2 separate regions of the Hordeum vulgare genome follow, and region 1 is linked to region 2. The links are chromatin contacts, called in public Hi-C maps. All regions are on one chromosome and are shown on one strand. The core of a region is the stretch at or near the end of the contact, and the rest is flanking DNA. Distances in the headings are between cores, read along the strand shown.

Region 1 (3,898 bases), core at 228-2,727, 630 kb before region 2:
TTTTCATGACATATAACACACATTTAATTTCTTAAATCGATGACCTAGAACTGCACGAATGACTTATACACCGGAACGGAGGTAGTACTATGCATTACAGATGTAGTATCATGATAATAATGTATGAAATGTACATGAAAGGTTAAATACCGAAATGTACCCAAACATAATTGAATGGCCGACTTCTACATCTTTGTCCATGAAAGGTTAAATACCATGTACGTTTTAGAGGTCGGTGTTGGAGATGTCGTTAGGCCCTTTCCAGTGCTCCACCTTGTACCGGTGCTAAGGATGTCATGTAGGCGAAAAATCTGACATGACAGTGTAATTAAAAGGAGAGAGGTAAGTTTGGTTACCGTAAAAAGAAACAATATCAAGCGCTGGAACCTATGCAAAACACTTAGATGAAGGAAGCCCACCAATGCATGAACTAGTTTAGTTACTAAATCATTTAATAAAATGGGCTTAGCTACAACAAACTAAACACCTATGCATTGGAAGCTTTGGTTGCTAAAGTATTTAATGTGCTTAGCACTTCATTGAAGCACTTGTGCATTGCAAGAGGCCTTAGACATGTGTCAATGCTAGTTTCTTAGCGTGATTTCATAGCCATTTTGGTGGCATGCCATATTAGTTAATGAAGAAAGAGAGTAAGGTTGTATTGTACTTCCTCCGTCACGGTTTAGAAGGCATGGTTCCGTTTACATGCATTTCCATAATAGAAGAGGATTATGGCGTGTGGCATTTAATGCTTAATTAATTAGAAGTACTAGTAGGCTACATGCACTCTTCGTTTAGTGGTTGTGTGAGTTACTCTGCATTATCTTCTCAAATAGTTAGGCGTCGTGCGGTTATTGTGTGAGCACTTGCAAAAAATTTAGATCCAATCAAGATTCACCTTGGTCCCAGAAATTGCTCATGCGCGCTTTCTAAACCGTGACAGAGGAAGTAGCTAACATACAGCTCTTGCACGTGGCTATAGGTAAAAAATAATTCTAGCCCAATCATATGCATATATTAGCTCAAATTATGAAATGTAGATACAACTCATACTCTCTCTGTTCCAAAATATAAGACATTTTAGGAATTTCACTAGGAGACTACATTCGGTGTAAAATGAGTGAATCTGTACTTTAAAATATGTCTATGTACATCCGTATGTAGTTTATAGTACAATCTCTAAAATGTCTTATATTTAGGAACGGAGGGAGTAAGAAATAATGCATTGACATGTTTATTTCTTAAATTATTAATGCTCCTATAATAACATGATAAAGTACGATGCATTGACACATGTCTTACATCCCTATTTGCCCAAACGATTATCAAAAGGTGTTTCCGATTGCTGTTCTTGCAGTCGGCCTTGATATATTTCTTTCGTCTTACTACAATAATTTTACAGAGGACCACACTTCCTTCTGTTGCGGTGCGGGCCCACGTGTCAGCGCCAGGCTAGCCTTTTCTTAGGTGGGCCCGCCCTCCAGCTATGTTTGCCAAACCAATCGATGGATGCGCCTGGACTGGATCGATGGCATCTTTGAACAGTTGGTTGGCCACTCGCTCTTTCCGCTGAGCCGTCGTTTTCACTAGCTTCGGGGGGGTCAAAAACAATTCGGAGATCTCGCCCAGCCCGCCAGTTAGTTATCCGCCCATTCGTTCGGGCCAAAGCTCTGAAGTCTGAACCATCCCTCCTATCTTTACTCCACACAAGGCGTGACGAGGAAGCGCCATCATATCATTGTGCCTGATGCTTCTATCCATCCATGCATCTGATCTCCTCGTCTCGATCGCCTCGCCGCTACAAACATCTCCTCTCAGACTTATGTCCATGGCGGCAGCGGCGGCAGCAGCAGCATGGGGCTTTCTCCATCTGCCATGCGACTTTGTCTCTTACCGCTTCAGCAGCTGCCGCCTCTCTGGTCACCTCCTGCCCCTCCACGGCTGCAATTAGACTGACAGGCGTTGAAACTTCAGGGAGATAATTAAACCCACCCATCATGTCGTCCTTAGCTAGTGGTAGGTTTACGACACATAGACCGGTCCAGCTTCTGTATCCAGTGAATCTTGATTTGTAGTACTATCTGCCATGTGATATCGTGCGTGCCGTATCGAGTTAAACTATTTTCCAGTTAGCTTTCCAGAGGGCAAAGCTAGTAGCTGATGCTAATTTACTTAGTCGGGTCGCATCACATGACGGGGATTATTGGTACGACGGGAGTTCATGCCGACATGTGATAAAGCCACAAGAAATACTGTCTCAGCGGATCTATACTCACGTAGAAACTGGGATTAGGGTTACTACTTGCCTGAAACTGGACGTACAACATCTGGGGTTGAAGCCTATACACACGTACAACATCTGCCAAGGAAAAAGCTGTTGATATAGGAGCTGGAGCACGCAAGTTAAAGCTGCGGCCGGCCTGCGCTTGGACTAGTTGTCTTGAGCATGGACTAGCAAGCTAGCTAGGTAGCTAGGTGGAGCTACTCTACTGTACGTGCATACCCCGGCCTTCCTTTTGCAGTTTTTGCCTCTGGCGTCGATCAGCTCATGCATGCCACGCTGAGGTTACGGAGCACAGTGGCAGCTCTTTTTGTGTGTTTTCTTGGAGCATGCGGCCGCAAAAGGCTGGGGCACTTGTCGCACAGATGTTGGTTCTGCCTGGCTAGCTCAGGCTCAGCTGCTCAGTTTCGACATGTAGGCGTACGGTATGCCACGGATTTATGTCGTGTAGGACAGGTAAAGTACTGTGCTAGAGTAGTAAATATACACAAAGGGTCTTCGTGTCAATTCATTGCATGCTCTCCTGTCACGTCAAATTTTACTGAAGGATGCCACAAGCCAAAAGTGAGAAGTGTGCAATTCGTAGATATTGGATATACGTACATGTAGGTCGGAAGCAGATATGGGTTATATCCTGAATGTGGTCGCTTATAAGAGCATATACAACCGGACATTACAAATATGATTCCTAAACTTCCACGAACATCTTTTATTTGTGCGTCCGCGTAACCACAATCTTTATTTTCTTTCTTATATGTTCGGTCACTTGCACGTTATTGATGGAGAGGAAGAGAGAGAAAGAAAAATAAATAAATAACAAATAAGTAAAAAGGTGGTTCGACATGAGGTCGCGTCCTATGTAACGGACTGACCGAGCACGCCCGAGCATGTATGCAAGCTCTCATATCCTCTCCATATTTGAGATGAATATGAGAGTTTGCGGACAACCCAAGCATATAGGGACTATATGAAGGGCACGGTTCGATCACTTTTTTCCTTCTCTCTTCTGTCCGGTCACTGATCAAACATGCCGACAGGCGAATGAGGGGTCATTTGAGGGGCCCGGCTGTATATGATGTAACAAACAGGTAAGACAATGGCTAGAGTATCATGTACAGTGACTGTCTCAATTAATGAAGGCATCAATTGGAGACGGTGAGAGATCTTAGGCCTCTATCAATGAAGATTTCTTAGCGTGGGTTTATATAGACGATTTGTTGATGTGTCATACTAGATAATGATGAGAGAGAAGACTAATCTCTTAAGTTATTAAATGCTCCTATGATAATGTGCTAGGAAAACGATGAATTGATACAAGCCTTAAACAGCTCCGGGTTTTCTTTTTGATGTCTGGCTTTGATATACTATGCTCCTTATTACGGCATAAAAATTAGGAACGCGTCCAAAAGGGTAACCCAACGAAATTGATCCCCCCACCTCTCGACCTCCCTTCCGGCAAATTGGCAAGGCAAATCAGCACAAATCTACTCGTACCATTCCATAATACTACTTTCTTTGTTTTTAAATATATGTTTTTCTAAAATTTCATTTGAAACCACATATAGATATAGAGAAACATATTTTAAAATATAAGTTCATTCATTTTTTTACGTGCTT
Region 2 (3,761 bases), core at 846-3,345:
TAGCTGGACGCATGGTACGCACGCACGACAAGCTAGACGGCATACATATACACCGATACAGGCATGCCGGCCGGGCAGCCTCAGTCGGGCGTGGGCGCATCATACGGCGCGTGCCTGTGCTATGGATGCATGGCCGGAGCCCGGAGGACCACGCAGGCATGCATCATGTACGTACGTACGCGTGCACCTCCGGCCGTATTACCTTTCTTGTGACCTAGCTAGCTAGCTAGCTAGCTAGGTAGGCACCCGCACATGACACGCATATATGGTTAGCAGCTACTACCACGTAGCTATAGCTATAGGTAAGGTGACGAGGGAGCTACCATCACACACTCGTACACCGATCTCTTCTCCCGATCGTTCATCCGTACCGCTGTTTGCTGCTCGATCCGGCCGAGGCGCGCAGAGACCGGGTCAGGCTCAGGCTCAGGCTCAGGCCTGGTTAGTGTACCGGCTGGGCCATGCTTCTACAACATGTCCTTGATGAGAGGGAGGGGTCGGGACCTCATCGGTCATCGCAGCCCATAATTTGGTGGTCCACTCACCCCCCAGCCTGCTGCGCGCGCGCATGCCTCCTCCCTCAGCTCCGGCCGCCCATCTACACCGGCGCAGTGCCTGTCGACCCCCATCTCTCCATGCTAGCTCCATCACCACCAAGTTACAATGGCGCGTCGATCTCTACCTTCCGATCTGCTCAGGTTGGTGCAGAACTGCGGCGCGATGTCGATCGAAAAGGCTCGATGAACGCATGGGTATATAGTACACGTATTTACTTTCGGCGCAGCTGCCTGCGGGTGATGTGCAACAGATATGTCCGTATGTGCTAAGCGAGGGACAGTGCCGGCTTTATGACGAAGATGCTAAAAAGACCAACAGACATGGGAGATTAATGTTGATGGCAGAAACTACAAATGTACACAACGCATGGTAGTGGTACCGGCATATGCTCGATATGGGCAGAAAAACTTAGAGGACCACTGGCTACGAGAGAGAGAGAAAGAGAGGAAGAGAGAGAGGGAGGGAGAGAGAGAGATCCATCAATCGGCAGAAAAATCTCTTCCACCGTCGTCCTTCATGCCTTTCCATATCGATACCATCCATTACAAACTACAGTTCGCCGTTGGATGTCAAGGTACGCGCAAAACGTATGGATAGTACTAGTACGTACTCCTTAACTGGGCAGGCTAGACGCCTTTTGATCGCTCTTATTAGGGGAGGATGTACGCCTTTTACTGAGCATATATAATAACTTCATTGCACTAGTCGTTGTACGTACACATGCATGTAGCTAGCGCAAGCATGCATGCATGCGGTCCTGACATTTGAGTTTGACATGCAGCGCGCGGGCAGGCAGCAGGCATGCGTACGTACGTACGTACGTGCACGGTGCACATATGTCAAGTCCTAACTGTGCAGTATCACTGTATGAGATGGCGTGATAAACAGTGTCGAAAAAAATTCTGACCTCTCTCCTCATGCTCACAGGACAGGATCTCAATATAATGTGTTAGAGAGGGCGGAGACTTTTTGGAACAACCTTGTAAAAGCCTCTGCACTTGTGTCCCTCCCTCCTACGTACGCAGCGAGCAGCAGATCCACCTCTAGGCACTGGCTCGATACCGATCCATGGTGTGGCAATGACAAGGAGCTCTGCTGGACGGACGTACGTACGTAGTACTGCGTTGGTTCCCCAATAGCTAGTCCCTGTAGCTCACACCCCACCACTAGCGATCTCTCCTTTGTCAGCCCCCGGCCCGGCCACGTCTTTGTTAAGATTAATTGGTGCATGTGATCAGATCGATGGAAACCAATCCAACCACATCCCAACAAGCTGCATTATGACCCCTGCCCAGGCCGTGCAATTTGCAACTCCATGAGACCATGAGAGACAGAGTGTGTGTGGTGATCTGCGAGATCGAAAGAGAGAGAGAGAGGTGTGGCCTCTGTGTAGTATGAGAGAGAGAGAGAGAGAGAGGCTTGATGAGCTGGGTGTCCGGGCCAAAGAAACAAAGCTGGGGGACTACACTGGCGGTGCATGCATGCAGGAGAGGGTGGGAAGACCCAAACAATTCCTACCAATTCCGAACAGAGAGGGGCCGGGCCGAGGCCCACCGCCGGGACGGGCCCCGTCGGCTGCGCGCCCTGACGAAACCGTTGAGCTCTCCCCCGTTGCGTCGCTTTCGCTCGCCTCCGGTCCCCATGCTTCCGGGCTCGATCCCATGGCCGACCTGTGTCAGCCCGTGTGTGTTCCGTCTCGGCCTCGAGTATATATCCCCATCCCCTCCCTCCCGTGGCGTGCCGGGCATGGATACCACCAGATTATCTCGGTTCAATGACAGTAACATGCGATTTCTGTGGTGACTAGCTCGTAAGAACGAAAAGTAACTCCAACGGACCGATCTAAATGACGTCGATTTTGTTCTTTTTTGTTCGTTAGGGTCATCCATCCTCGTTCATGTCTCCTTTCTAAGTGGGCCAGCCAGTGCGTTCAATAAAAGCGGATATATTTTCTGATGTCCGTTTGTCATTTCATTGAACACGTAGCACGCGGAGAGATTGCAGTGAGGAACGACGTTGGTGCATTAGTGCCGCCTCCGCACGGTGGCCGTTGCTGCCGCCCTCCTGCTCCCATCGCGCCCCCGCAGCGCCATCCTGCTGCTTAGCATGCCCTCCTGCCCAAAGCTCCGAGCCAGCGCTGCCACGCTGCCAAGCCCAGTAGTTGCCGCCACAGCCCCGTCTCCGATTACTAGGGAAAACGTTACCAGTTGCGCTGGTTTTCGGGCTACCAGTAATACAACTGTCATTGCTACTGCTAAGACGCTACCTTTAGTATTTGGCGGTAGCGTGTTTTACACGCAGCGTTACTACTAGTTCTGATAGCAGTAGCCTTGTTTCTATCAAGCACCACTACTATCTATTCGTGTTTTCTTTATTTGTATACCGTTATACAAGTTTTATACGGTACCAACGAAGAGGTAGTGAGTGTTGGTTAGATTAAACTGGATGGATCCAATTAACCAAGTTAGATTAGTAGGACGATATAATATTGGGACGGCACACAAATGCCGAATGATAAGCACAACTGTGTGTTGTCCCAACATCATATCATTCTACTAATTCAATTTGATTAATTGGATTCATCAATTATAATCTAATCCATATTTTTTACACCCAATGATATAACAACTCATCATCATATTATCGTAACTCATCATCTAGCATATCACAAGTTAGCAATACTAACTAATTGTTGTCATACTAGTTAAATAAATGATCATCATTGTAGCGCATGATGATGATGAGTACAAGCTAGAACCTACTTCCCTCTCTTAGGTAAATAGCATAAAAAGGTAAACTCATTCATCTCCGCTATGAAGAATACAGATCAATCTATCTTCAATTTGTGCCATGCGCAAATCCTTATCGTCTTTGCCAAGTGGTTGCATACATGCTTTTATTGCGTTGCTCCATCCTTTGATATTCATGGTTTCATCCCTTCGAAACATCGTCTATCTACGTGGGAAACTCACCCAGAGAATTGGCCGTAAGCTAACCATATGCAAATAACCTTCGGTGAACATCACGATAGGCACAGTCTCTAACGAAAGTATCTGTTGAAGAACATAATTAATGATAACATAGTTAGCAAACTACTTTCGCTCAAAAAGAATGTATGCAAAAGTTGGACTAGTGACACAATAGTACAAAATAATCTTGTAAAGATGTCTGAAGTGATCTTAACATGGTTCAACTCGTGCACT

Evidence for each region. A called contact is a pair of places that touch in the nucleus more often than the background predicts.
Region 1: a contact with region 2 is called in a Hi-C map of leaf, with 2.7 times the contacts expected there. The contact joins two enhancer-like sites. A contact is called at or near these places in 3 of 6 Hi-C or Micro-C datasets (leaf and seedling) and 1 of 1 datasets of contacts at active chromatin or transcription factors (embryo).

What each region holds. Positions count from the first base shown.
Region 1 is chr2H:579,826,195-579,830,092 of MorexV3_pseudomolecules_assembly, reverse strand. No RefSeq gene overlaps it. Among protein-coding and RNA genes, the nearest start is that of LOC123427421, 8.8 kb to the right of the region's middle. Within about 2 kb of position 1,477, at least 3 of the 3 cell types and tissues checked have open chromatin away from gene starts, as enhancers often do. A contact at or near this core is called in leaf and seedling, where this site is marked.
Region 2 is chr2H:579,199,560-579,203,320 of MorexV3_pseudomolecules_assembly, reverse strand. No RefSeq gene overlaps it. Among protein-coding and RNA genes, the nearest start is that of LOC123428673, 16 kb to the left of the region's middle. Within about 2 kb of position 2,095, at least 3 of the 3 cell types and tissues checked have open chromatin away from gene starts, as enhancers often do. A contact at or near this core is called in leaf and seedling, where this site is marked.